Linked DNA regions of Mus musculus: regions 1, 2, 3, 5 and 6 are each linked to region 4. A link is a contact called in public HiChIP or PLAC-seq and promoter capture Hi-C data. All regions are on one chromosome and are shown on one strand. The core of a region is the stretch at or near the end of the contact, and the rest is flanking DNA. Distances in the headings are between cores, read along the strand shown. Region 1 has its middle 19 kb from the start of Kif5c. Region 2 overlaps Kif5c (kinesin family member 5C). Region 3 overlaps Epc2 (enhancer of polycomb homolog 2). Region 4 holds the start of Orc4 (origin recognition complex, subunit 4). Region 5 overlaps Epc2 (enhancer of polycomb homolog 2). Region 6 has its middle 49 kb from the start of Kif5c.

The links. Promoter capture Hi-C pulls out the DNA fragments that hold promoters and counts their contacts. HiChIP or PLAC-seq counts read pairs in DNA pulled down with a chosen protein or histone mark.
Region 1: a promoter capture Hi-C map of 3T3-L1-derived adipocytes shows a contact between it and region 4, with 4 times the contacts expected there. The contact joins the enhancer-like site here to the promoter of Orc4 in region 4. A contact is called at or near these places in 5 of 39 promoter capture datasets (the 3T3-L1 cell line, 3T3-L1-derived adipocytes, hippocampal neurons and 1 more) and 1 of 9 other capture datasets (adipose tissue).
Region 2: a contact with region 4 is called in an H3K4me3 HiChIP or PLAC-seq map of embryonic forebrain, with 10 times the contacts expected there. The contact joins the enhancer-like site here to the promoter of Orc4 in region 4. A contact is called at or near these places in 5 of 39 promoter capture datasets (the 3T3-L1 cell line, 3T3-L1-derived adipocytes, cranial neural crest and 1 more), 1 of 484 Hi-C or Micro-C datasets (regulatory T cells) and 3 of 115 datasets of contacts at active chromatin or transcription factors (astrocytes, embryonic forebrain and embryonic stem cells).
Region 3: a contact with region 4 is called in a promoter capture Hi-C map of liver, with 2.2 times the contacts expected there. The contact joins the enhancer-like site here to the promoter of Orc4 in region 4. A contact is called at or near these places in 5 of 39 promoter capture datasets (the C10 cell line, the HPC-7 cell line, hematopoietic stem and progenitor cells and 2 more) and 3 of 9 other capture datasets (adipose tissue, liver and macrophages).
Region 5: a contact with region 4 is called in a promoter capture Hi-C map of liver, with 2.8 times the contacts expected there. The contact joins the enhancer-like site here to the promoter of Orc4 in region 4. A contact is called at or near these places in 8 of 39 promoter capture datasets (the 3T3-L1 cell line, the C10 cell line, embryonic stem cells and 3 more), 2 of 484 Hi-C or Micro-C datasets (CD4 T cells and the HPC-5 cell line), 5 of 115 datasets of contacts at active chromatin or transcription factors (astrocytes, embryonic limb bud, embryonic stem cells and 2 more) and 3 of 9 other capture datasets (adipose tissue, liver and pancreatic islet).
Region 6: a contact with region 4 is called in an H3K4me3 HiChIP or PLAC-seq map of forebrain, with 5 times the contacts expected there. The contact joins the enhancer-like site here to the promoter of Orc4 in region 4. A contact is called at or near these places in 1 of 39 promoter capture datasets (hippocampal neurons), 4 of 115 datasets of contacts at active chromatin or transcription factors (the 230-238 cell line, astrocytes, forebrain and 1 more) and 2 of 9 other capture datasets (adipose tissue and liver).

The regions. Positions count from the first base shown.
Region 1 is chr2:49,597,537-49,602,106 of GRCm38.p6, reverse strand. No RefSeq gene overlaps it. Among named protein-coding and RNA genes, the nearest start is that of Kif5c, 19 kb to the left of the region's middle. Within about 2 kb of position 1,521, at least 28 of the 459 cell types and tissues checked have an H3K27ac peak or open chromatin away from gene starts, as enhancers often do. A contact at or near this core is called in 3T3-L1-derived adipocytes and adipose tissue, where this site is marked.
Region 2 is chr2:49,630,565-49,635,182 of GRCm38.p6, reverse strand. All of the region lies in intron 1 of Kif5c (kinesin family member 5C), which reads right to left. Among named protein-coding and RNA genes, the nearest start is that of Kif5c, 14 kb to the right of the region's middle. Within about 2 kb of position 1,827, at least 44 of the 459 cell types and tissues checked have an H3K27ac peak or open chromatin away from gene starts, as enhancers often do. A contact at or near this core is called in astrocytes and embryonic forebrain, where this site is marked.
Region 3 is chr2:49,468,155-49,472,980 of GRCm38.p6, reverse strand. All of the region lies in intron 1 of Epc2 (enhancer of polycomb homolog 2), which reads right to left. Among named protein-coding and RNA genes, the nearest start is that of Epc2, 19 kb to the right of the region's middle. Within about 2 kb of position 2,515, at least 13 of the 459 cell types and tissues checked have an H3K27ac peak or open chromatin away from gene starts, as enhancers often do. A contact at or near this core is called in liver, where this site is marked.
Region 4 is chr2:48,946,740-48,951,199 of GRCm38.p6, reverse strand. Orc4 (origin recognition complex, subunit 4) reads left to right here and starts at 1,933. Exons shown (of 14, transcript NM_011958.4): 1 at 1,933-2,083. It overlaps Mbd5 (methyl-CpG binding domain protein 5), which reads right to left and starts at 1,692. Exons shown (of 17, transcript NM_029924.2): 1 at 1,651-1,692.
Region 5 is chr2:49,520,382-49,525,480 of GRCm38.p6, reverse strand. It overlaps Epc2 (enhancer of polycomb homolog 2), which reads right to left. Exons shown (of 14, transcript NM_172663.4): 4 at 2,804-3,010. Among named protein-coding and RNA genes, the nearest start is that of Epc2, 71 kb to the right of the region's middle. Within about 2 kb of position 2,715, at least 10 of the 459 cell types and tissues checked have an H3K27ac peak or open chromatin away from gene starts, as enhancers often do. A contact at or near this core is called in liver, where this site is marked.
Region 6 is chr2:49,568,207-49,573,056 of GRCm38.p6, reverse strand. No RefSeq gene overlaps it. Among named protein-coding and RNA genes, the nearest start is that of Kif5c, 49 kb to the left of the region's middle. Within about 2 kb of position 3,041, at least 69 of the 459 cell types and tissues checked have an H3K27ac peak or open chromatin away from gene starts, as enhancers often do. A contact at or near this core is called in forebrain and hippocampal neurons, where this site is marked.

The DNA.
Region 1 (4,570 bases), core at 272-2,771, 650 kb before region 4:
GGCCCAGCTCCATGTAGGTCCCAGGTTTGTGGCCCAATTATAATACCATGCTCTAAAAGACAAAGTGTGCTCTCAAGCAATCAATCAGCATTCTGTCTCCTAGATGGTGGGAAGAAGAAAGGAGAAGCATGAGTCTCTATTGCCCACTGTGGTGGTTTGAATATGCTTGGCCCATGGGAAGCATGCCCTTGTTGGAATAGGCCTTGCTGGAGGAAGTGCATCACTGTGGGGATGGGCTTTGAGGACTTCTAGTTCTCAAGCTCTGCCCCCTGTGGAGTCTCTCCTGGCTGCAGTGGATCAAGATGCAAAACACTCCACTTCTTTGTGCCAAGCTTTCCGCCATGATGATTGTGGACTTAACCTTTGAGACTGTAAGCCAGCCCCAATTAATAATGTTTTCCTTTATAAAAGTTGCCTTGGTCATGGCATTTTTTCACAGCAATGGAAATTGTAACTAAGACACCCACCATGAAGATAATGTGGCATCAACAGCAAACCAACTCCAAGTACATAGTCAGAGACCCTGGAGATAAGTGGGAGTGGGGCTCCCCATAGCATATTCTTTTCTTTTTTAAATGATAAATGAGCTGAGGTTTTCTTCAATGGAGGTCAAGGGGAAGCACACAGTTACAAGGGGCCTTTGGACACTTGTGTTTGTCATCTGTTGCTGCTAACAAGTCACCTCAGCTCTCCAGGAAACACTTGCCGTTTTTAGGTCAGCAATCTTGGACCCTTGTAGCTCGGTCCTGTGGCTCAAGGCTCTGCCATACAGCTGGGCTGTAGGCGTTTTAAGGCTCAAATGGGGAAGAATCCACTTCTAAGGTGCTTCATGGTCATTGGCAAGAAGCTACTCTTAGTTCCCCCTTATGTGGGTATCCCTCAGTAGTAGGCATCATTACAGTGGATGAGAAAATGGAAACCACTTTCCAGTTAGTATAAGCGTGTCACTGGTTTAGTGGACATTCAATGGAAAGGCTTCCAGAGAGTGAGTAGTCAGGGGAATGCCCACTGGGAACCATTTAAACAAGCAAGCACGTACTCCTGGATCTCTTACACAGGATGGAGCATAGAGTAGAAGAATGAATATGACTTTGAACCAAAATACACCCTTTTCTCCAACAGCCTCGGTCTGAAGTATAAGCTATAGAAATATATCACCATTTAAGCAATATCATACTCAAGACAGCAGTCACAAAGGAAAATAGCAATATATACACCTCATTAAAAATGGAGTCCTATACATCAAAGTCCATACTAGAGAATAAATTTTAAAACTCGGCTGAAGAAGGTTTTCTTTTTGTAGCGTACATAACAAAGAGTCAATACCTTTAATAAAGAATTCTTACAAATCAATATGACAGTTGTAAATGCACAGGAGAAAAGCTAGCCTGGTGCACTAAAACGCAACACACAAAAGAATTATAAATTACCCGGAAATGCCTGGAAAGCTATTTGGCCTCATTAGTAACCAGGGGAATGCCTGTTAAATTGGCAAGGATGACAAAGAATAATAGGACTGTGTGCTCCAAAGTAAGCAAGGGAGGCAGCCTTCACTCGTCCTACTGGTAAGGAGGTAGGATTTGTGTGTGTGTTTTCTCTAGGAAGGCAACATAAATCTGAACTTGACACATGTACAGATATGAACCTCCTGCGGTCAGAGGCAGAAGCATCAGGGTATGAGCATGTGACCCACCCCCGCCCCCAAGGGAGACAAGAATTGCAACATTATGTAAAGACATCTTGGAACTAGAGTTGGAAATTTTGCCAAGTCTTAGAGAGCCTTGAAAAGCAGGTGGAGCTGCTGGGAGCTTTGCCGGGCAGTGGAAAGCCCCTGGGAGTTCATAAATAGAATACACAGGTTAAAAACAAAACAGAACAAAAAAGGCCCTAAACATTATTCAAGCCCTCTAGGAAATATTGGGATCTAGAAATAGCATTTGGAAGACGTTTTCCTCTCCCTAATAGAACTCTGGCCCTCTCTCCTTGGTCTCACAATCTCTAGGCAAACCATGTTTAGTATTCAACCTTTGGGCTCCTTCTGACATTGACAGATGATGCCTATGGCCTTGTCGGCTGGATAGCATTATGCCAGGCCCAGAAATGGAGTTCCCAAGAACTCCAAGGATGGAGAGTCCTAAGCCATGACAGTCAGTCAAGAGTCTTTGGGTTCCAAGCAATAGAAGTATATGTAAGTTACCTAAAGCAAAAAAGCAGAGAAGGAATAGATTATATTCTTGAAGAGTTTTAAGACTAAAACTGCAGCTAGACTCAGAAGTGAACTGGATTCAGGGAGCTGGGTGCTGCAAAGTTTCTCCTCATCTGGTCTTTGCTGCTTGCTGAGTCTATCCTGTCTTCCTTTCTTCTTACGTATGGGCTCCTTGCCTTCTTCAAGCAGTTCCACAGAAGATTCAGCTGCCATCCCTGCCACTTGGAGGGTGACAGAAGCTCATTCCCTCTGTTTTAGTGTCTCAGCTCAGGGCCAGCCAATCAATCCAGAACCAGGACAATGTCCTCTTCAACACTCATGGGTGCCATAAGTGACCCAGTAATCTGTGGGTTGAAGTGGAGGGTGGGGAGCCATGTGCCAGGAAGGCAAGTCCTGGGACACAACCATGCTGTTGATAACAGTGAGACTTAGGGGGTAACCTTGTCCCCTGGATCCTCCCTCAGACAGACGCTGGGGGCAGTCAGTGCTTTGTCCTCCACAATGCCATTCAGTCCTAACACAAGTGAGTGCTCCACCTTCTAGATCTAAAGGAGTCCCGAAATGGCCACAGCCAGCCTGTGCTGGCACGTTCTACTTCTACCAGCCGACTCACTTGTCTCTGGATGGCCAGCACTGGAGCGTGGCGTTAGTGTGTTTTTCCATGACCTGTTTTCGTTTTGAGAGGAAGAGACCATTGGAATACCAAGGAACTAACTGAATAAGATACTCTGAACTAACCCAGAAAACAGATGAAGTTGGATGGTACTTGAAAAAGCCAACCCTGTCATCATCAGAGAGGACTGCAGACTCTGCTCCTGTAAGCACATAGTTGTGGGCAGTGCAACAGCTTGCAGCCATTTGGCAAGTATTCCCAGGCCTGTGTAAAGGGCCCCTTACTCCTCCAGTACTTACATCAGCAGTGTGGGGCTCCACAACTCTGATTAACGAAAACTAATAGTCTGACCTGTTTATTTGTCCATTTTTACTGGCATTCATTTGGCACCTCAGCAAAACCTTAGCCCCACAGTGAGTTCTACTGTTTCACAGTGTGAGCTCTATGCTATAAGCACTAAGCTTATATGTTGGTATGTGTAAATATGGGCATATACATAGCACATTTACGTATAGGATAGAGATCTTGTTCTAGGGTTTTGAAAGAACCGCTCATTCGTTCACTCTTGGCTTATCTGTAAAGTTTCTGGTAAGTGCCAGCCACAGTCTTAGGTGATCAGATGGGCTCCAAGCCAGATGGAGCTAGCCAATAAACCCATGAGTATAGGACATGATAGCCAAGCATTAATAAGCAGTAACTAAAGACGTAAGGAAGGTAAACTGTCAGTGAGGAACGGAGTTCTATTCTAGCTCAGGTGATTAGAACTTCAAAGGACTTGGAACTAAGCTCCAACTCATAAGCTTCAGCATACATGTATACACAAATCATAAAAGAGGGGTGGATGGATGGAGAGAGGGGATTAGGATTTGCCAGGTAATCAACCACCCCAAAAGTTGACTCTACATGTGTGTGTGTACGTGTGTGTGTGTTTCTGTGCATGTGTTCATGTAAGTACGTACACATGTGTGGTATACACACATGCTTGTGCATGTGTGAGCCAGAGGTCAGAGGTCAATGTCAAATGTGTCCTGTTTCCCTCATCACACTCCACCTTAATTTTTGAGCTAGGGTCTCTCAGTGTACCTGGATCTCATGGATCCAACTACCCCGGCCATCAAGTGAACTCCAGGGATCTGCTGTCTTCACCTCACTCTCAACCACCACACAGGGCTTGCTTGCTTGCTTGCTTGCTTGCTTGTTTGTTTGTTTTGATACTGGGGATCTGAACTCTGTGCTTGAGCAGTAGGTACATTTTTTTACTCATGAGCCATCTCCCCAGCTCCTTAAACAACTATTCATCTCTCACAATCCACAGGCTATCTGGGTAGTGTTGCTGACCTCTGCCAGGTCCCTCGGACATGGGCTCAAAGCTTTGGATGTCTGTCTGCTGAATCTGATGTGATCTTGGCTCCACAGGGTTGGCCAGGATCACCCTCACGCAGAGTCAGAGACCCAAGGCTGACCAAGACAACTGGGCAAGATAACCAGTGAGCATACACTTACACCTTTACAATTTCTCTTGCCTCACAGTTGATAACCTTGATCAAATCAGGCCACATAGCTGAAGCCAGATACACTTAGAGGAGACTAAAATATTATATAGCAAAGAATGTGACTATAGAGTATAAGTTGAATTGTGGTCTCCCTCGAGTTCATAAGCCCTGAACCTCATGTGACTTCATCTGGAGACAGGATGTGTAGGACGGAATGACATTTCACTAGGTTGGTAAGTTTAGAGTCCTTTGGGGTTC
Region 2 (4,618 bases), core at 578-3,077, 680 kb before region 4:
CTCCTTCGACACCATTTAGTTTGTATCTTCATTAAAAATCTTGATTTAACCGAAGTGCTAGATAACATTTTCACAAGCCAATTACTTGACATGACTAGTACTCAATGTGATAGTTAAGAACACAGAGAAGGATCTCTGGGTTTAAGTGACTAAACCAATGGAATAGAGAGCAGTATTCTGGGAAGGGAGGGAGGGAAGGAAGGAAGGAAGGAAGGAAGGAAGGAAGGAAGGAAGGAAGGAAGGAAGGAAGGAAGGGAAGGAAGGAAGGAAGGAAGGAAGGAAGGAAGGAAGGAAGGAAGGAAGGAAGGAAAACAAAGGCCTTCCAATCACACCCTCTACCTCCTGCACTGCTTGGACCTCTTCACATGCTTCCTTCTATTTGTCTGACTCAATTCAGTTGGTTCTGGCTGCCTTTGCAGACTAGGGCTTGCCAGTGGCACCCACTAGAAGGTGGGACTAGTATATGCTCTCTTCTAGGACTAGAGTGCCGGTCTGGTCCCTACATGACATATAACCTTCAAAATGTGGAGTAATCTCTTTGGTGTTGTGTAGTGTGACTCCACCCTCCAGCAACATGAATTCCCACCTCGGTCAGCATGGCACACACCAGGTCATCTAGTAAAGTGCTCCCATGGGTGCTGCTAGATACAAGCTAATGCTTATCCAGTGCAATGGGAGAAACAACCACATCTGAGGATTTGTGAGAAAAGCCTTGAGGTCATTCCAAATATAAGTGGCCATCTCCACTCTGTTCTGTCAGCCATTGGATACTGGGGATATGGCACAGTGATGCCCCAAATCAGTCCTTTTATATTGCCAGGATGGGAACTCACACATACACACCAGCAAAGACCAGGAGAGGAAATCCCTATGGATTTTCACTAGACCAGTGCCATACCAATCACCCTCTCAAATGATTCAGTTCCTTTACTTCAGACATGGATTTGCTGCCAGACTGGCCAGTCATACATCCCTGAAGGCTGTAGGAATCAGTAGAGCCTTTGCGGAAAACAATAGGCTGATAGTTAATAGGATCGGATTTATGTACTCGCCGCACTGGACCCAGGAAATCTGCTTCTAGTTAATGAATTCTGTAGAAATAACTGAGCTACTGAAAATAGCCCCACGCATAGAGCCGCTCAGCAAGTATGATCTGAAATAAGTGCAAGATGAAGAATTCCATGCCACAATACACAGACAGTGAGCACACTGCTATGGCAGCCCAGTAGACATTAAGCAATCACTGAAAAGTAGCATTGTGAAGATATTATACCACATATACAAGTAACATGGGTAACTTGTATATCCAGGGTTGGTGTACATTTTTTAACAATAACAAACCAACAGGAGAAGGGAGGATAGGAATATTAAACGGCAAATTTGCGATGATTTTTGCGGTGCCTGCATTGCCCTTTTTGTGGTTTTCCACCATTTACAAAGAGGATCGATCAATCCTGCACTGATCCAGATACCAGGGGCCTGCGGGGAGGGGAGTAAATTTTCAACACTTAATCAGATTCCTGCAAAAAGCTATGCAGCCTTCTTCACTGTCAAGGCAAGCTCTTCCAACCGATGCACACACAAAGAAAAGGCACCAGAGAGTGACAAAGGGTTTCCTTGGCTTCCCACCACAGTCCAGCTCTGCGACCCCCACATCCTAATGGACGCTTTTATCCCACTCGGCAGAGCGACCTCATTAGAAGTCACCATGCTAATGGAAAATGCATTCCCAGGACAAAAGGTCTCATCATTCCTACACCAGCGACAGGACCGGGACAGAGGGTACATCGCAGATTCCAGTCACTGTGGTGCTTCTCGCCTGGAAATTGCAAGCAAGTCTCCCAGGGAGGCAACCCCAAGTACTCTAAGCTTCCAGAGCTGTACAGGCACAGGCAAGGACCTAGGCCTGGAGTTCCTGCCAAACACTGGCTGCAAGGCTAATGCAGGGCTGACCACAGAGCCAGGAAGCAAGGCAGTATGGTGGCATTTCCTAGGACCCATGGGATCCAGGCACATTTTTGTGCTCTCTTTCATTGTTAGTCACCAGTCCCCAGAAATCTTATCCTTAATAGGGGCACCGTTGGGCTGCTGCTCCCAGGACTTCTCAAAAGTGACCCAGCATTATGGGATGGGAAGGGACACTGATGATTACAAACTGGAATGTAGAAAATGGTTACAGAGACTGCAAAGCAACTAGAGCCAAGTTTACACTTGCAGAGTGGATTCCTCCAGATGAGGGAGGGGCAAAGTGTTGGTCCCTCAGCCTGCTGTCCCCAACAGAGAACCAAGTGTTCTCTCTCTCTCTCTCTCAGCAAGGCTTCTCTGGACAGGTATTTACAAGGTTCATTTTTCCTTCCTGTTGATGGCAGGGCTCACAATGCTTAACTGAGCTGAGTATACAATAGGCCCTCAATACACCAGAGAGGAACGAAATCCTATGATTGCAAAGTCAGAACACTGTGCCTAAACGCTGGGGCAGTGTTATCCAAGAGAACTAATGATAGGCCCAGATGCAATCTTAAATTTCGTATTAGTCACATCTTCATAAAGCAAAAATAAAGTCTAACACATTCTACCCCAAATACCTCTGCAGGGTGTAATGTGTCTCATCCATGTTAACAACGTCTTTTACTGCGGGTTTTTAGTTGGTTTGGTTGAGGGAAGTGCTGTTTTATTGTGGTTTTGTTTAATACTGTCTTCAGTGTCTGGTATATATTTTGCAACTACCAAACATCCCTACATGGATGAGCAGTATTCCAAGTTGTTCAATAGACTGGATGTGACCAGTGGCCACCAGACTGGGCAATGCACAAAACACCTCTTTAAAAATGGAAACATTTTTGAGTGACAATGAATGTATTTAACATCAAATTCCCCATAACCTACTTGGTACTACTTTATATTTGGTTTATATAGACTTTGGAGTTGGGGGACAGGTGCACAAAATCACTTGTGTGTGCCAAAGCCAGAGATCATCTCAGGATGTCTTCCTTTGGGGCTCTCTTTCTCTCTCTCTCTCTCTCTCTCTCTCTCTCTCTCTCCCTCCCTCTCCCTCTCTCTCTCTGATTTATATTGTTGTTGTTGTTGTTGCTGCTGTTGTTGTTTTGGTTTGGTTTTTGGTTTTTTTGGTTTTCAAGACAGGGTTTCTCTGAGTAGCCCTGGCTATCCTGGAACTCAGTCTGTAGACCAGGCTGGCCTCGAAGTCAGAAATCCACCTGCCTCTGCCTCCCAAGTGCTGAGATTAAAGGCGAGCGCTACCACTGCCCAGCTTCTGAGACAGCCTTTTAACTGAGTCACAGGTTTCTAGATCAGCCAGCCAAAGAGAATCAGAGCTCACCTTTCCCTGCTCGCCACCAGGGCTAGGAAGTGACAAACAGGGATCTATTTTCCCCTTTGCAGGTATTTTTGGACAAATATCTAGATCTCAGAAAAATGTGTAAAGTAAATCTTGAAGGAAACCTTTGCCAGGAGCCATGTGTAGCACAGACACTCAGCGCATGTACAAGTAGCTTCCGTTTGTCTTCAAGAGTACGCAGGATGCTGCTGCCTACCTGTCTACACAGATAATGGCTGGTACTGTTTTGTTTAGAACTTTCGAAAGAGCTACACATTTTTTCTTCTAAAGCTAATGTAGCTGTAGCTAATCTCGCATATACTGTAAATATGAACTTATTGGATGGTATCATGAATTCAATGGATCATAATGATAGCAACGGCGATCCAGGAACACCACAATCCCCTTTAAAATTCAGCCGCTCCTTACTTCACCCTTCCATGGGGATCCCATGACACACGTGGTATGTGTCATGGCCTAGGTAGGACCCCTGCACCCGCCATCCCAACACAGACATAAAACTCAAGGTCAGCTGATAAGGACTAAACCCTCCTTTTCTCATCCCACCACCCTACTCCCCTGGTGTCCAAGCCTACATGAACTTGACTGGGCCTGGAATTTGTGAGCTACTCTGACAGCCAGTTAACAAGGAGAGAGAAACAGCCCAAAAAGCTAGACCCTGTAGAGGTCAGTTTACCTCAGTTTCCCACAGAAAGTCAAATAGAGAAAGTATTGATTCAGAACCTTAGCCCTTCAGAAATCAAGTCTAAGAGAGGTCTAGACACCAGTCAATCAGACGGGCAACTGTTCCTCTCTTTGCAATACGTGGCAGCTGCAGAAACAAAGTCCCTCCCCCGGCGACTCTCCCAAGTTTCTGATGTCAGAGACAGCAGTTTTTTGCCCCAGTTCCCAGGTGGAAATCAATAACCTCTGAGGAGCAAGGTTCCAGACAGGTTTTGAGGAAAACTACAGAACAACCTCCCCCAGAGAATTAAGCAGACAGCTCCGGGCTCCTCCAGAGGCCAAGGGCAAACAAGGACTGGAGCAAAGCCAGGTACGGAACCTGGGACAGGTCCCTGAGGCTTGTCAGTCTGGTGTTGTGGAACCAAGAGCTTCATAGAAAATGCTTCTAAAATAATATTACTGGTCTGCAGCTCCTAAGAACGTTACCCTGAAAAGTGTCAAAACATACATTACCTGAATGTGGTTTTCTCCATTCTTCTCGTCTTTGAATGAGAAAACAGAAACAGCTGAACTATTTTCTTTATGTGCTGCACCAAATTT
Region 3 (4,826 bases), core at 1,266-3,765, 520 kb before region 4:
ATGCTGAAGAACATATATCACGGGGGCAAGATCTGAGAGTTCAGAACCTCACCCCACTTCCAGTTTACACTCTCCACGTCCCGTCTGCAGTTGAGGATGAACGCGTTCAGCTTCCTGTTTCGGCCACATATTGTTATGCCTCTCCAGACATTAGGGACTCCACTTCTGGAATCCTAAGGCCGAAACCCTCTTCCTTTTGTAAGTTGCCTTGGCCATGGTGCTTTATCACAGCAACAGAAAAGCAAGCAAGACAGAAACTGACACCAGAAAAGTGGGCTGTTGCTGTGAAGAGCCCGATCGTGCTGTTTCCTGGAGGAATGTGGAAGCCTTTAGAGTGTGGGCTTCCGAATGATGTAAGGAAAGCTTACACAGCTCTGGTAGGAGTCTGGAAGCTGGCAAGGCTGAGGGTGATTCTGGTGGTACAAGTCCTGCTGAAGAGGTTTCAGCGGGAAAGAATATTAATAACTGGGGTAAAAGCCACTTATATGTACGGTATGTTGCCAAAGAATCTGGCAGCCTTCTGCCCTAAGGATTTTTTTGAGGCAAAATTCAAATATTTCTTTGACAAAGGAAATTTCCCGAGAACATCTGAGTAACCCATGGCACAGTTATTACTGATAGCTCTTATTGCAGATTTGCAATGAAATACAACATGTGAGACAAAAAGAAAAACGAGTTGTAGAGTTTGGAGAGAAAAGGTGCAGTAGGAACTTTATTTAGTGTTTCAGGAGACAGGTGTGAGGAACTGTACCACTAAGGAGATTCACTGCTTTAAGGCGAGGCCTGTTCTGCACTGGAATAAAGGAAAGCACCCTCAGGGCAAGCCCCACCCAGCTAAGCTTCCAACTTGTAAAAGGTCTAAGAATTTTGCTCCTAGAAAATAACAGCATACTAAAACGCCTGCTAAGAGGACAAGAGTCCATCCCATCTTTGGAAATAGAAAAGACTTAAGAGGGAGGAGACCATGGACTCTTCTTCCATGATTTCAGAGAGCTAAGAGCAAGTAACATGTGGGAGCTCTGGAGCCGCATCACTGCATGATGCCATGAAAGCTGCAGTGGAGACTCCAGTGTGCTGAAAATGACAAGCCATGAGCCACCTGTCTGCCAAGGACAGCTAACATACAGGAAGCCAAACCAGCCCAAGAGAGCTCCAGGACAACATGGACTATACACTGAGCATAGTTCAAAAGTTCATCTAAAAAGGATACCGAGTATTTTAGTAAACATAATACAAATTTAAATGGTCACTTACAAGGAATGAAGTCACACAAATTCTAAGATACAAGGGCATTAAATTGAAACTGGGAAACAAAGATCTTTATGAACCCATTAAGTATTTAGAAACCAAACACACTCTTCAACTATGGACCAAAGAGATAAAGAAAGAAAAGTGACAAATATTGTGAATTAGAAGAAAGAAAGAACGAAAGAAAGAAAGAAAGAAAGAAAGAAAGAAAGAAAGAAAGAAAGAAAGAAAGAAAGAAAATCAAAACAAGAACCTGAAGATGCCTAGAGGGTAAAAGCAAGCCTGACAAGCTGCGTTCAACTCCCAAAGCCTACAACGTAGAAGAAAATAACCAGCTTGAACAAGTTGTTCTTTGACCTCCATACTTGTTCATGCCTGTGTGTACACACACACACACACACACACACACACACACACACACACACAATGTAATTAGATCAAAAAATGTAAAATATCAGCAAAGCAACACTTATGAGAAAAAAAGATTTGGGCCAAAGTTCAGTGGGAGAACCCTGGGCTAGCAATGTGTAAGGCCCTGGGCTTAATTCCCCCAAAACACAAAAGTTAAATAAATAAAATAAACCAATAACCTGAACATCTACCTTAAGAGAGTAGAAAAAGAATAAATTAAATGCAAAGTAAGCAAAAGAAAGGAAATAAGACAAATGAGGAAATCAATTAAACAGAAACCAGAAAAATACATAAAAGGAAAGGCAGATAATTTTTTAAAAATTCACAAAACTGATAATACAGGTCACAGAAAAAATTAGATACAAACTATCAGTATCAGCAAACATTCCAATCAATTTACTGCCAAGAAACTGGGCAATCAGCTAACGGGGACACATTTCTTCTCCCCACTTCTGGTTCCTCCCACCTCAGATTATATAATACATTCTGATCAATTTCCTCTCCCCCAGCTCCTTCCAGATTCTCCCCACCTACATAACTTCACCCCCTTCCCCCTCTCTCTTTAGAAAACAGGCAGACAAACATGATTAAAATTGGGGGGGGGGGACCCACTAGAAATACACATTACAACAACTAAGAAACACAAAAAAACCACAAAAATAGCATTGTTTGTCTTGTGCTGGCCATCTACTGTTAAATGTGAGGTCTACTCTTAAGTGTGATTAATATACCCAGTGAAAGTCCACTGGTCAAAACTAATTTTTCCCCTTGTAAGAGTCAACTGGAGATAGTTTATAGGTTAGGGCTAGGAGCCCATGTCCACTTCTCCTCTCTGAGATGGGACCTGGTCTGTCATGAGCCTGTGCATGCCCTGTGCATTCTCCCACAGTCTGAATGAGTTCATATGTGCATCCATCCTACAGTGTCTGGACGAGTTCTCTCGGTGTCATACATACCCTCTGGCTCTTATAATCTACCCACCTATTCTTCACAGAGCCCCCAGAGCCCTGAGGGAAGGGGTGTGATGAAGACCTCTCATTTAGGACTGAGTGCTCCTAAGTCTTTCACTCTGCACACTGCCAAGCTGTGGATCTCTGTGTTAGTTCAGGGACAGATTTCTTGAAAGAAACAAACTGCTAAAGCTTACTCAGAAAGGCACAGATAACCTGAGTAGCCTTGCGAGCACTGGCATGTTTGAACTATACTTTTAAAACCCACAAAAAGAAAACTCATGGGCAAAGGCTTTACTGGAGGATGTCTTCAAATAAATAGCTAACTCAAAACAACAGCAACTCTATCCAAACTTTGCAAAATTATGAAGAGAAGGGACTGTCCCCGATTCATTCTATGGAACAGTATTTCTCTGATACTAAAATGAGAAAAGAATTGGAAAAATCATATATACCAAATATCCCCTATATATGTAATCACTCAAAACAAAAAATGAGCAACTAGAATCTAATAGTGTATTGAAATATACTATTACACAAATAAATGGGGTTTATCTCCAGAGTTAAGCTGGGTATGACAGAAAAAAAATTACACACACACACACACACACACACACATATATATATATATATATATATCATCCTAGAGGTAAAAATGATCAGGAATTGAAGAACAGCTTAGGCTACATACTGAAGGCTAGCCTGAGATACACCAACCTCGACTTGAAACAAGTAAACAAGAAAATATTCAAATAGACTATTATCCACAATGTTATTTTTAAAATGAAAAATCATGATAATCTCTATAGACAGAAATAAGCACCTGAAAACAAGTAAACATCTATTCCAAAACTCAGAAAAAATATAAAAGCTGGGTTTAGAGAGATAGCTCAGTGCCTGAGAGCACTGGATGCTTTTCAGGAGGCCCAGGTTTGGTTCCGGCAGCCCTATTAGCAGCTCACAACTGTCTGTACCTCCAGTTCCAGGGAATCCTACCCCTTCTTCTGGTCTCTGTGGACACCAACAACACAAGTGGTATGCCCAAACATGGGTGCAGACTTTTGTTTTCAGCCACACACATAGTAAAAATAAACTGTTTGATAAAATACACGGCAAGCTCTTCAGTGTAGTTAAGGGCATTACATACACTTCCATCCTCAGTGCCTTCCTCCCAGGACGAGGGACGAGACAGCAACCAAGACTATTTTCTACCTAACACCTACTGCAAGTTCATGCCATTATCATCAAGCAGAAGGGAGGGAAGGAGAAAATCAACTAATCTGAACGGACCTGAGACCGTTCATTCTCCACTGGTTTGAGACTCACCAGACAACTCTTAGAACTCTCTGATAACACTTGCTATGCAGCTCTGAGGTCTTAAACATCATTAAGTTCTGGCCTATTAAGTCTTCATTCCAATACCAAGATCAGTGGGATTCTCAGCTCTGTATTTCAACCAAATTCTGATTCTAGTATCTCAGAATCTACCTTTTCTTTCTTAATTCTTTTCTATTGTTTGTTTGTTTGTTTGTTTGTCTGGAGACAAGTTGTCACTACTGTAGCTCTGGCTGTCCTCAAAGTCACAGAGATGCACCTGCCTCTGTCTCCCGAGTGCTGGGATTAAGGACATACAAACACCACCACAGCCAGCTTGAATCTTCCTTTTCACTTAGTACATGTTTCAACAGTATAGTCTTGAATTCCAATCACACCTATTATTTTCTATCCAGAGATCCATCCCATGATCAGCTTCCAAACGCTGACACCATTGCATACACTAGCAAGATTTTGCTGAAAGGACCCAGATATAGCTGTCTCTTGTGAGACTATGCCAGGGCCTAGCAAACACAGAAGTGGATGCTCACAGTCAGCTATTGAATGGACCACAGGGCCCCCAATGGAGGAACTAGAGAAAGCACCCAAGGAACTAAAGGGAACTGCAACCCTATAGGTGGAACAACAATATGAACTAAGCAGTACCCCGGAGCTCTTGTCTCTAGCTGCATATGTATCAAAAGATGGCCTAGTCGGCCATCACTGCAAAGAGAGGCCCATTGGACTTGCAAACTTTATATGCCCCAGTACAGGGGAAAGCCAGGGCCAAAAAGGGGGAGTGGGTGGGTAGGGGAGTGGGGGTGGGTGGGTATGGGGGACTTTTGGTATAGCATTGGAAATGTAAATGAGCTAAATACTTAATAAAAAATGGGGAAAAAAAAA
Region 4 (4,460 bases), core at 684-3,183:
TTTGTTCACAACAAAAATTGAGATGAAAACCTCTTCTCGGTTTACAACAGTAAATAAATAATTCAGTTAAAACTGAAGTGATACCAATCCAGCAAAATATTGATGGGGATATCTGGCCTTCTATGCAGCAAGAACAACATAAAGTTTTCAATGGGGATTACTTGTTCAGACAAGTTACAACGATTAGAGGGGGAAAAGTTAGTTATGAAATATCTAATATTTCCATGTTGTGGAAAATGAATACCAGAAAGGTATGTGGGAAAAGAGAATACCAATGGCATTTAAACTTTAAGCATTTTAAGCTTTAAATATATAGTCAAACATGAAGCAAATATTTTTTACAAAAAAAAAAAAAGAGAGAGAGAGAGAGACAAGTGTAAAATCCAACCAAAGGCCTTATGAAGTAAAATTTGAAATTCGCTATGCCATTCAGACAAAATGAAAAATGGAGAAGCTAAACACCTAACGTAAAACCAGTCAAGTCTTTCAACACTAAAGTCAATATCCAAGCCACAGACAAGCAAAGAGAGAGAAACACTCAGGTCTACAACTGGTTAAAGCAGTTCCAACACAATTCAGATCCCGACATTTTCCCACTCAGAAACAAATGCAGGCAGCTTTTCCTGAGGAAAGAGGAAAAAAAAATCTCTCCAAACGTAATTTTTTAAGTGACATCCAGAAAGTATGCCTCTTTTCTGTCTCTTTCCCTGGCGCCTCATTGGAGGAAGGAGGGGGTTGTTTTTGTATTCTCCCCCAGTGAAGCAAGACACAATCAGATGTTAGCTGGAGAAAGCACTTTTGACAACAGCAAATAAAAATAAAAGTGTCCTTCCTTCCCTGACAGGGTGGACACCCCACCTCACACACCCCTCCTCACTCCCGCCCCTCCTTCACTCCCCCCCCCCCCAGCACCACCCCCTCCTCACCCCGGAGCTCCACTGCGTATGAGGTTTGGTGCTACTGCTGCCCCGGAGTGAAAGTCAGAGCCAGAGGAAGGCAATGGAGCCCCCACAGACACACTTACCTTTCCTGCCCCCCACTTTTGAGTGCCTTCCCTGGAGCTGTGGAGGATGACACAAAGGGTAATAAAGGGGGGGAGTGGAGGAGGAGGAGGCGAAGGAGGAGGAGGAGAGCTGGGGAAGTGGCTGCTCCCGGTGTAGGGAGATGTCTTCAGCCAGGGCCAAGCAGCAGCAACAGCAACAGCAGCAGCAGCAGCAGCAGTAGCAGCAGCAGCAGCCAAGGGTCTGTGTTGCTAAGAGGCTTTTGGTCTCTTTCTCTCCTTCTCTCCCGGCCACAGAGAAGGAGGGTGGAGGGGGCTCTGGAAGCAGGCGTGTGGAGGGCTGAGCGGGTAGGAGTCGTGGATGGGGGTTTTTCTAAGAAGAAGAAACTCCTCTCCTCTCTCAGGCTCAATTCCCCCACTCGGGGCTCAGAGCTGGAGGGTGGGGGAGGAACTCGGCCGCCTTCCCCCCACCCCCCTCAATTCAAGGTTGAAGTGGGGTAAAATTAGTGTCCTGTCCCTTTAAAAATAGAAATAAAAGGTGCCCCCCCTCTGCCACTGCCTCTCTCTTCATCATCAGCTGCTGCTGCTGCTGGGGTCTCTCTGCTTGGGGGGGAGGGGGGGCTCGGGGAGACGAGACGGGAGGCACTCACTGCGCATGTCCCGTTCTGACGGGAGGCTGGTTGGTGGAAGGCAAGGAGGAGGGGGAGGGGAGGAAATGAGATGGTTTTCCCAGAAGGCTCCAAGGCGCTGGCGACCCGGAAGCCATTGTAAGCAGGGGGTAGCCGGGCGGGGGCGGGAAGAGGGAGGAAGTTGCTACTCTAGAGCAGCCCCAGCTGCCTCCTCCCTCCTCTGGGAGAGCGGAGGGACGGAAGTAGGCGGGGACCGACCTGAAAGCAGGTCACGTGGTGGGGCGGAGCGGGGGCGGGGCCGCCAAAGCCGGCCGGTCGCCGTGCATGCTGGGAGTTGCTGTGCGCGGTGGGCTGCAGTAGGAGCAGCGGGACTGAGAAGGTGGTGAACATCCTTCGGTCCTCACCGTCGGCGGCGGCCGGCTTTGCCCGATTTAGGCAGGCTTGACTGGGAGAGGTAAGGCCGGTCTCGTAGGCAAGGTGAGGGCCGCAGTGGCTACGGGCGGGTGGACAATCTGAGGGGAGTGGGAGGCTCGTGCAGGCCGGGTAGGCCTAAAGCAGGAGGCCTGCCCCTGGCTCTCGGCTTCCGGGAGCTGCTGTGGACGAAGCGGGCACAGAGCTCAGCAGAGACGGGCTACAGAAGGCTTTTGGGTGAGGAACATGATTGGGCAGTGTTGAGAGGTCAGGTTCTCTGCAGAGAGAGAAGCACTACCTGCTTTAGAGCGTGCGACATATTTGGAAAAACCTAACCAGATGTGTGCCTTTTGATCAGCTTCTGCGGTAGCCTTGCTCATACACATCCTGCCTTCCTGACTTTTCTGTTTTCTTTGGGATTTTGGAGAAGCTGTAGGCATGTAGGCAAGGAACGGGCAGGAAAGGTCTGAGTGAGGGCTCCCTGCATGCTCTCTGCCTTAATGCTGCAAACACAAAAGACTGCCCGTTTGAGGATGCTTGGGATTGTTTGGTCTTTCATACAGAGTTTTGTCACTAAAAAAGAAAAGCCTTGAAATATTCTTTTCTTGTGGAGCTAAAGAGAAAGCTTTTTGTCTGGGTGTTTCTTTTTTTTATAGTGAAATAACGGCTTCTTTTTCATTTTAACTTTCTTCGTTAGTCTTTTAGCTGGTTTTTGTCAAGATACATCGGAGGACTATTACCTCGTCTTTAATAATCCAAGTTACATTAAAAAAAATTCAAAATCGGAGATCTTCGCACTTACTCTTACTTAGTCTTAACTATTTTAGTTCTGCTCAGTAGGATTCAGTCTGTTAAAAGTTACACATTTTCCCGAATTGTTCTTGGTGCAAGTCTATACAGTACGCTATTTAATGTATCCATTGCACGGTGCTTTTTTTTTTTTTTCCTTCGTCCTAGGGAGGTAATTATGTCAGATGGGTTCAAAACAAAACTCCAGTGCCCTAAAATTTTTATTAGAAAACCAAGTCTCAATCTTCTTATAGAAAACTATTATGACCTAGGTAAAACTTTTAAATCCTGTTTTGTGTAATGGCCTAAGTGTGTGGGAAACTGCACAAAACACAGATGTAGAGAACGACTGTAGCATACATAACCTGTAACCACTATGAATCAAGAACCAAAACATGGGTAGCAGCTGGCAGGAACAGGCCCACTAATTGCTTCCAGGCCTCTCTTCCTCTGGTGCCACCTTACTATTATCTTGATTCTTGTGATTCACTGCTTTTCTTTTAGTAAAAATGTATGTCAGCGCTTCTAAACAAATTCTCAATTGGCCTCTTTTTATCTGCTTGTAGGTAGGTAGTTCACACACCCTATTAAGTCGGACCCTTTATTTACCTGGCTGAGATTTGACCCTGTTAATACATTTTGCTGTAATTTATATATTTTTTTGTTGTGGTGTAAGAGTTTCTAAGGTAAAGGCACTGTTTTTATAACTAAGCCACCATTAGTCTTAATGGACTTTGACTTGTATTCATTTCTTTACTACTAAATGATCTACATAGCTACATAATAATGATCTGAATACTACATAATTTTATGTGAATATAGCTATGTATTTTTATGAGTTGTATGTGGCTGTCTTCAGTTTCACCAAACATTTAGACTGGCATGCTGTCTCATCCCCCGGCCTCAGGTGTGAGCGAGCCTTACTTGTACCTTCTCACCAACAACTAGCTTTTAATTTTGTCAATCTAATGAGGGTAGTTTTATAATTTGCTCTGTGTTGAGTAAAGTTCTGTACTGGTGATATTGACTGTTTTCAGAAACTTGGCTGTTTGGATTTATTCATTCAGAAATTGTCTTTTAAATCATCCTTTTAAAGTCTTTTGTATAGTTTCTTTTTCTATTTTGCTGTTTTCCATAAGGATTTGTAGCATTGCGGCAGATAGATAATCTGTTCTTGTAATATTACATTCTTTTCTTTTTTTTTCTTTTTTTTTTTTTTTTATTGTTTTTTCAAGACAGGGTTTCTCTGTGTAGCCCTGGCTGTCCTGGAACTCACTTTGTAGACCAGGCTGGCCTCGAACTCAGAAATCCGCCTGCCTCTGCCTCCAAGTGCTGGGATTAAAGGCGTGCACCGCCGCTGCCACCACCACCCGGCCTAGTGTTACTTTTTTAATTTATATCTTGTTATTGTTTCTTGAACTTTCTATTTAGCTTTAACTCCAGGACATAGGGTTTCAACTTGGCCACCAGCCCCATGTGGCTTTTGAGCACTTGAAATGTATTGTTATAGGTAGTTTGACTTACAGTAGGAATTTTTTTTAGTGTTTTGTTGTTTCATTTTATATTTGAAAAGTGTGTAAAACACCTCAGCTTCTCATTATATTTGCTTGTTAAAATTTTAACTACTTTCA
Region 5 (5,099 bases), core at 1,466-3,965, 570 kb before region 4:
CAGGTTTTAGTCCAACTACACAGAAATGATCTGGAGTAGAGGAAGATATAAGAAGACCACCAGCATGTGGAGGAGAGGTCTGGGGACAGAGGACAGTACAGACACATGTAAAACCTGGCACTCTAAGTAACTTTTACCTTCGTCCTATCTCAACCTTAATCTGCCTTTTACGTAAGTATGGGATCATGGGCTAGTCTATGAGTTATGATTTATTACTCTCATTGTTTAATACTTAAACATTCCCACCTAACTACAGGTTGGCTCCTGTGCAGTACTACGGGTCCAACATTCTTATTTTCTTGAACAGCAGAATCCTTTTCCAGGTTTATCTTTATATAAATAATCAACATTAAAAATTGGAAGTCTAAGCTGACACTACTTCTAATCTTTTCCAATGGCCTTATTTTCCAGTTTCTAACTGTTTATAACGGCCTCTCTGCTCTAGGCCAACTTGTGTTTCCTTTAAAAAAACTTTTTCACTCTTGTTTTATCTTAACTATATTGTGTGTGCAGGTATGTGTACAAGCATACAGGTGTCTAACAGAAGTTAGAGGTATTGAGTTACCCTGGAGCTGAAGTTACAGGTACTTGTGAGCTGTGAACCAAACTTGGGTCTTCTTTAAGAGCAGCAAGTCCTCTTAACTGCTCCATCCCTCCAGCCTCTTAGGGTTAACTCTTTCCTTTTAATTGTAGTCATATTATACTTCTGTACCTACCATCAACTCCCTAGGGAAATGATTTTGTAAGTACTGTCATTCCGAGCAATTGCATGTCTCTCTATAATGTAAGGCGATTCACAGGTGGCTGATGTGCATAGGCAGAACTGAGAACCCGGGAGTTTTCCTTCCCACCTAATTACTTTTTTTGAGCCAAACAGAGGAAGACAGATGGCACAAGCAATAAATAAGACTGTATATATGTAATTAGCATATTAAATACACATGCTGATTAGATTTTTTAACTAGTGCATTTAGATAAGATCATCTGGTATAAAAATGTCCTAAAGTACTTATTAATACCCAAATTAATTTTAGTTCAGTGAGTTATAGCTAAGTCTAGACTGTCATGTAAACATTTCAGTAGTCCTTTTCTTTTCATAGGCAGTGTTTTTAAGTTTAATGATGCAAACAAGGAAACAGGGCCTTGTTACCAGCAGCAGCATCCCTGCATGCTCCCTCCTGCCTCCCTCCTCTTTACCTAGTATGCAGTAAACCCCGAGGAACACTTTCGCACCTTCTAATTTTGAAACACAATAAACATTTGTTAATAGCACACAGTCCATGGCAGGGATAATCCATTTGGTCTACAACTGAGAAGAATAAAAAGCAAAGAGCACTGAAAAGGAAATGCAGTAGTACCCTGATGGCAAGGGAAATGAAAGTAACATAGGAAAAGGTGAGAAGCGCCTTTATGAGAAACTGCTATTGGTGATCAAGGAGCGGTGACACGCCTACTTTAAGAAACGTTACTAGTAGTTCTCACAATACAATGCTGCTAAAAAAGAATAAAGTATATTTTTATATCCAGGATGTTACTTACATGCAAATCAATATCAATTTTCACATTTACTCACTAAAAGAAGAACAATACTTCTTTCCTTCCAGCAAAGATTATCAAGAGCCATGTCTGAATGTAATCCAATTGATGACACTGCTTTTAAAAGGCAGCTGGCAGTTCAGATCGCCAATGCCGACAAGTCTCTCTCAGCATCTCAACAGTCTCCATGCAAGCAAAGCTCAACTGTGCTCGTAAACCTAGTTCATCTTAGTCTTTTCTAGTTAAAATGTTATATCTTCGGAATCCCTACATCTCCTTAGCTAAGACTGGAGTGCTAAACTGAGAACTAGGCCTGTGATAGTGAGTCGTATATTTTTGGAAAATTTGTCCTCTGATGTTTAGGAAAATAATAAAGACTCCTACAGAAAATTCCTAGTTATTAACCAGTAGGAGATTTTTCCTAAAATACACAATGCCTACATCTGCTATACTTTACAGTGTTATACTAACAGTTGTCAGACAAGCTTTCAACATCAGGAGAAACTAGAATCCACAGACGATGCTTGGTTCCAAATTATAATTCTTCAGTACTTAGCTATGTGTTCCTAATTCCTTGTGATGTTAAGAGAATATGTTACCATGAGTAGTATTTACTGTTTCTTATGAGAAATACAGGGTGGTAAATAACACCCTGAAACAATATTTTCATTTTATTTTATATCATACATATAATTCCACAGTACAAAATTCTACTTCTCTTAAATTCTGGTTCACAGTTCTGAATTGAGACATGGAGACATATCTGTCAATTTGAAATCTGACACAACTAAAAAAATGAGCCAATCAAACAAACAAACAAACAAACTCCCGCCACTGTTACTCTTGGGGATTGGTAGAACAACTCTTCCTTACTTCCTACCCCATAAACTTACAGGCAGCAAGACCTATTCTCATTTGCAGGAATTAGAATATTATTTCAAAAATCTTAAGCCTCCAATGAGGATAATTAGTGTTCAAATTCCCAACTTTCCAAATAGAAGTGATTCATGAGAACATACAGCTTAGTGAGGAACTCAAAACCTGAAAGTTCTAAGCACAAGAAACTCTTCCTATTGCTCTAACTGGAAGTCTAAACTAATTGTGATCAGACTGCTACAGCAGGCTATACAAATACTGTCAACACGTGCTCAAAAGATCAACTGAAGAGTAGGCTTTCATCAGGTTAGGTCATCAGTGTCACTATGTTCAAATAATAAGCAGTAAACACTATCAAGCTACAGTCAGTTAAACTACAATAGGACATTACCTTCCGAGTCTGCATTTTCTCTGTTCTCCTCCGAAAGGCAACGTAAGGATCATTGTTGGTAGAGCCATCTCTTTTCTCTTGCTTAATCTGGGGAATGAGGGATGGCCCCCTGCAGTTCTTTCGTTTTCTCACCCAGTAGTCATATACAGCTTTAATAAGATAATCATCTTCATTTAGCAGCAGTTTTGCTTCTTGAAGTGTTACAAGCTAAATAGAAAGCACAAGATGTCACCAATGGAAACATCTGAGAAAGAGATCAGGATAAACTACAGCAATCGCAGAAAATGTGATCCACTGACATAATTACAATTAGATAGTGTGACGGCAGGTGAAGATGGAAGTCTATTCAACCTAACAAAAGTCTCTTAAACTGGGATGTTATTTTAAGAATTCATATTTTGTCCAGGAGGCAGTAGTTCCACTACTTAAAATATCTGATAAGGAGCTATGGAGATGGCTCAATTAGAAATATGCTGGCCTTGTAAACATGAGGACCTGATGTCAGGCATTGACACCCACTTAAAAAAAGGTATGGGGGGTGTGTGTGCCTGCAATCCCAGTGCAAGGAGCTGGTGACAAAGGACTCCTGCATACTGATGGCTGGCTCGTCCAGTTCAGTCAGCAAACTCCAGGTTCAGTGAGGAACTACAACTCAAAAGTAAGGTGGAGGGTTACTGAGAAAGCAGGTGCCAACCTCTGGAACATATGCATGTAAGCTCATGCGAGTTCCTGTGTTGACATAAATTTACAGAATAGATGTGATCACTGGATTCCCAAGCCTATAGTACTGATGTCTAAGGTTAATTAATTGGTCTACTATAATTTGGCTGCCCTTTCCTATTGCTCCAACTGGAAGTCTAACCTAATTGTGCTAAATAAGGCAGGCTAAACAAACACTGTCAACACATGGTCCAAAGATCACAGAAGAGTAGGCTTCAGGAGGTCACCAGCATCACTGTGTTCAAACGATTAATGATAGTAAACACTGTCAAGCTACATTCAGTTAAACCATTACAACCTTGCTGTATTACTTCTGGTAGGTTTTCCAGCCTTGAAATTACTTGATCTTTTTCTAATTTAGAGCTCATTATAAATAACTGACAGCTCCATTTACACCCTGCTACAAAGCTAGTTGAGTGATCCAATCTTCTCGAGGAGTAAGGCAATGCATATGATTAAGGACATTTTTATACATCTTATTTTCAGTTATATAAACATTTTACCTGCTGAATCCATAAAGGAGAAATAAGCCCGCTAATGCCTATGTCAGAGCTCTTATGGAAAGCATCTGTCAGAGAGTTGACAGTATCTTGAACCAGTGTTGACAACAAGAATTTTCTAGCACTAAGCCAGCCTGCATAGTGACTTTACTCTTATATGTAATTCCTACAAGGAAAAGAATATACTGCTAATTCAGCCCATGTATTCTAGTCCACATGACAGTCAGCTGAGGATAAAAAAGGACTGGTATTTTTAAACATATTTTCTTAAAGCTATTTTTAAGATTATGCTTATTTAATGTGTATGCATGTATGGAAATGCTCCCATGTGGAGGCAGACGACAGCCTTCAGGAGTAGGTTCTTGCTGAGGCAGGCTCTCTTGTTTCTGCTGCTGCACTGTCAACTGTAGGTTAACTAGCATGGGGGCTTTAAGGTGATTCTCCTATCTCTGCTAGCCATTCCATGATCTTACTGTAGGATTACAGACTTGTGCTATTGCATCTGACTTTTTACACAAGTTCTGAGACCTAAATTCAGGCCATCAGGCTCGCTGTTGCTTTTACCTGCTAGGTATCTCCCTGACCCTCTAATGGAATCGTAAAATAGAAAGCTTCAAACTGTTAAAAACAATTCTGTTGAACAGTAATTTAGATCCCTAAGGTCTACAAGAGCAGGACTAGAACAAGAACTGATTTCCTACCCGTGTATCTATGTGTGCCTGGGAGAGTGTAGCAGACCTACACTCAGGACCTAAGGCAGGCAAGGTGAGCACTCACCTAATGACCGACACTATTAATCCAGAACAGACTCCCTGAAGCTCATAGATTCTAACTCATACTGACAGCATCATGGCATTCTTGGCAGCAACCACATGTTCCAGAGCCCAGAAGAACCAATGCTCTGCTATGTTGCATGTGCTTCAGCTGTTTGGTCATTACACTGCTGATACTATTTTATAATCTTTGCTAATTAAATCAAGATCTTATTCTAATTGTAGAGTAGGGAGGAGAACAAGGGCTCTTTTCCAGTCAGCAGAGCAAAGGTGAGATTCCTAACCCACACCACACTGTGAAAG
Region 6 (4,850 bases), core at 1,792-4,291, 620 kb before region 4:
CCTGCCTCTGCCTCCCAAGTGCTGGGATTAAAGGTGTGTGCCACCACTGCCTGGCTTCTGTTAGGTTCTGAGTATCTAGGGACCACATACTGTACTTTTGGGAGACAAACAGCCACCATGTGTGATCAGTCAGAGAATGGGGTAAACAGCTCCCCAGTGTCGTGTAGTCAGAAAGTGGTCGATAGGCCTTGAGCAGTGATCCTCAACCTTGTCTACCAGTTCAACCGTGAGGCAGCAAGTGAGGTAAAAACCGTCTGGTGCAGAGCGCTGACCTCAGCAGTTCGGATTTAATTGGCCCTGGGAAAGCACTCAGGCACCGATATTTTAAAAAATTCCTTAGCTGATTCTGATGACCAGACATCTGATTTTAAATGTACTCTGAGTCCCCTGCTCAAGGTTTGGCTCCTAAGAGCCGCTGGCCCATCCGCTCAGGAAGAATTAAATAGCAGACCATCCTGAGCCTGTATTAGCGTCATCCCCAGGCTGCGCACAGAAAGAGCGCCTGGCTGACGCAGTTCTCGCTGTGAGACTGGAGAGGCTTTAGGTTTTAATTTAAGAACTCTTTTTAAAATCCACTCTGTCTTCCACCCCCACCTCCCAGGAGGCAGCACACCCAGACGTCAGCTCCAGAAACCAGGTCCAATTCTGGAGGCTGCAGCAGCCTGGGGAGCCATCCAAGGTGTCCTTGCGGGCAGGCAGTCCCAGTTGGTAAATCCACACTTGCAGAGGGGTCTCAGTGTTTCATGCGAACAGCTCTCTCTCACCGACAATTTTCAATTTGCTCTCATTTAATGAGGCTTCAAGGAAGGCCGCTGTGTGGAGGGGGGAGGGGCCCCACTCTGCTTTGCAGTGTTCTACTGACAGATCTGTGCCTTAAGAAGCCTGAGCGTATTCCCCAACTGCCAGCAAATAGCTTTTTCTAAAATAATACCTGTCTTGATGTTCCTCCCTGTGATCTTTATAGCTCCTTTTGACGAGCCCCAGTGATCCTTATTTACTCTAGAAGCGGATCCCCGCTATCACTTGGTTGAGGTAGGGAGGAGAGGCATTTCATGAATGACTCCACGGAGCATAGATTGCCATCGTCGCTGGAGTGTCAAAAACATTGTATGCTTGTTTCCAGCCATCAGGCTCTGCAGAATAGAACATAAGGATTGTTTCCGGGAAACCAAACGATCCTCACCAAGAACCACTCTCTCCAGAAAGCTCAGGACCCTGTTCATCAGAACAGAGCCAGGGGCTAGGGGTATCTCAAGGATGGGTGGGGTCTTGAGGGCACACGGCCAGAGCAATGGCTTTCAAGGGTGGTCCATGGGCCGCTGGCATGAGCATCACCTGGAGCATGGCAGAAATGAAACTCCTCATCCGATCTCAGATCTCCTACAGCAGAGTCTCTGCGGCTGGGGTCCAGCCACTAGTGTTTTCACAAGTCCTCCAGGGGATTCTGAGGGATTCCGAGACATGGATAGAGTCTTGGAACATCTATCTCTCTTGGAAAATGTGAGCCCCACCCCTAACCCCCGATTTACAAGCAAGAGACTGGTAGGGAAGAGCTCAATGTAGTTAGTTACTGGTCATTTCTTTGCTGGCATGTAGGGGTGTATGTGAGCTGGGCAGGTGAAAGTTGAGAGCACAGCTTGGCTGACCACTGGCTGCTGTTCCAGGCGACTGCTGGAAGAATGAGTCAGAGCCAGTGACAGTGCCCCTCCTCCAGATGCACCAGGTCTGCAGACACACAGAAAGGATACTGGGTGAATGGAAGTCAGAGAAGTGGAATGGTGAGAAGCGGGTGGGGGTGGGGGTGTCAGGAAGTCTTCTCAGCCCACAGAAACAGACTGAATACCAGCTCTTGCTGACTGCCCAGAGCAATATACAGAATGTCACGGAGTCTTGTGTGAAGATGAACCCCCCAAATCAGGGTACTCTTACAGTGCTAGACTGGTTTGGAAAGATGCATAAACACAGAGATGACTACAAAGAAAACGAAGTTTACTGGGCCTGTGGATCCCAGGGGGTGGGGACCTAGGGGTGGGGGTGGGGGCTTGGTATCATATAAGGACTCTGGGAAGCCAGGAGAGGGAGAAAGCCTAATTAGAGCCTTCCTTGGACTGCCTGCCTTTCTGCACGGTGTGGTGGGTGGGGCAAGGCCCGCAGCCCTAGACCTGCTAGTGTGAATCATCCCCCTAGAGCGGGGTCTGGGGCTGTCCTTAGTTCTCTGCTTTGTGGCCCTGCGGTGGTTAGAGCAGGTGAAAGGTATCTCGGTCCTGAGCTAAGGAAAGGGATATGAGGTGGCCTCTGCCTGACTGGTGTGTCTGCAGAGCGACACTTCCCCATGGGGGCCTCTCTAGGAACCCACACAGCAGAGCTTCTCTTTCCCTGCGAAAACGAAAGGTGGGGGTTAATAGATGACGTCATGAAGTGGGATTCTGAAAGGCTCCTCTACATTGGCCACTGCCATCAGGAGCTGTATAATCTGCATGGTCTTCAGCCGTCACACATTTGGGGCATGAGCAGCTTGACTGGGGGCCCTGGATCTTTTGCATCTTGGTCTAGCTTGTATACACACAAATGGGACAAAGGAAGCTGAGGGGAACCCAGGCTGGAAAATGGCACACACATCAGGATCTGAAAGGCTCTATGGGGGAGGTGGATGGTGAGAGGACTGAAGAGAGATTTGCCTTAGTTTATACAGCTTGACAACATCTGTGAGGCACAGGCACAGTTCACAGTGTTCTCAGGCTGCAGTAGCCGGAGAGGCAGCAAGCCTACACGGAGTCCTGTGCCTCTCTTCTCTGCCAGAGGCTGAAACTCTGAAGAGAACCAAACCAGCAAGGAAGAACTGACCACGGTCCTCGACAAGCCCAGGGTCTGGGTACCCAGCACCCACATTTGAACAGTCTTCTCCCGGGAGTGCTCTTGTGTGGCCGCCAGCTCTGGGGAGAACATATGCTCCACAGATGTCCTCAAGGTTAGGTGTGCATGGCACCGTGAATAGAAATTAGCACAAAAGGTTTCTTGGCACGGGTTCCCGAAGCCTTGGCACCATGTCAGTAGCAGGAACACAGCTCAGCTGATGGGGGTGTGGGAGACATTGCAGGATGAAGGACCGGGGCCAGAGCTTTTAGAGCAAGGGCAGAGGCCGTGTTTTTGCCAGGCTCACTAATGGAACCCAAAGGTTGAGGAGGGCTGGAATGGGTGACCTGTAGGAACCCCAGAGGAAAGGGGTCAGGGCAGGCACCTCACTCTCTGTCCAGAGGTGAGGCTTGGGGAGTCTTGTGGCTGGGAAACCTGTATAACAGGCAATGAAGTTGTTCTTACACCTTAGGCAAAACTCATCCAAACAGATCAATAAGCGGAGAGCCGATGACCACAAAAATCTGACTAAAAGCCGTTGGATGAAATCTCCGTGCCCTTGGCTTTGATAGTGTATTCTTAGATAATGGGACCCAAATGCACAAGCCACAACAATGATAATAAGCTAAACTTCGAATTTGAAGACTTGGGCATTGATGTTCTCAAGGAACGGAAAATGCAAGCTGCAGAGAGGGTATATGACCCATGAGGATCTAGAATGCGTTGTAGGATGGACTGTCACAGAGCCCAGTGTGCGGGCAGAGGCCTGTGCCTTAGCCAGTCTTACTATTGCTAATGAAATACCATGACCAAAAAACAAGCTGGGGAGGAATGGGTTTATTTGGCTTACACTTCCATATCACTGTTCATCATCCAAGGAAGTCAGGACAGGAACTCAAACCAGGCAGGAACCTGGAAACAGGAGCTGATACGGAGGCCATAGAAGGGTGCTGATTACTCGTTTGATCTTCAGGGCTTGCTCAACCTGCTTGCTTGCATCTCTCTGTCTGTCTCTATCTCCGTCTCTCTCTCTCTCTCCTCTCTTTTCTTTTTTTGGATACAGTGTTTCTTTGTGTAGCCTTGGCTGTCCTGGAACTCACACTGTAGACCAGGCTGGCCTCTAACAAGTTCAGACTGCAGAAGCCTCCCTAGTGCTGGGATTAATGACATGTGCACTTCCACTGCTGCTGGCTAGGCCTGCTTTCTTATAGAACCCAGGACCACCAGTCCAGGAGTGGCCGGCCTCACCCACAATAGACTGAGCCCTCTCCGATAAACCACTAATTAAGAACATTCCTTACAGGCCTGGCTTTAGCCAGACTTTATGGAAGTATTTTCTTAATTGAAGTCCCTCCTTTCAAATGACTTTAGTTTGTGTCAAATTGACATAAAACTTTCCGCCAGAGCCTGTGAGCCAACACTAAGGAAGCTGACATGGGATGGCCTTAAATTTGAGGCCAAACTAAGGCTACGCTACATGATAAATCTTGTCTCAGCGAACAGACAAAATTCCCATAATTTAACCAAAAAAAAAAAAAAAAAAAAAAAAAAAGCACGCAACAGACCTTTCTCCAAAGAACACACAAAAATAGCCAGCAAGCACATTAAGTGTATTAAATTTCATTACTCATCAGGGAAATGCAAATTAAACCCATAGTGGCCATAACTTTTTTTTAAAGTAAATCTTGGCAAGGACATGGGGAAATTGGAAATCTTGTACATCAATGCTAACAATGTAATATGGTTTGCTCGTGGCTAGAAAGAGCTCGAGGAGTCTTCAAAAACTTAATTAACACAGTCAGAAACAGATACACATGTCTATAGTAGCATTATGCTAACGGTGTAAATGATCCGAAACCCTCAACACATCAGTTAAAAATGATATTACATATAATATGTAGCTATAAAGAGGATGACTGTGCTGAGATATGTCACAATGTACACATATTAAGAACATTGTGCCACGTAAAAGGTGAAGAGAGCAACAGAAAATAGGT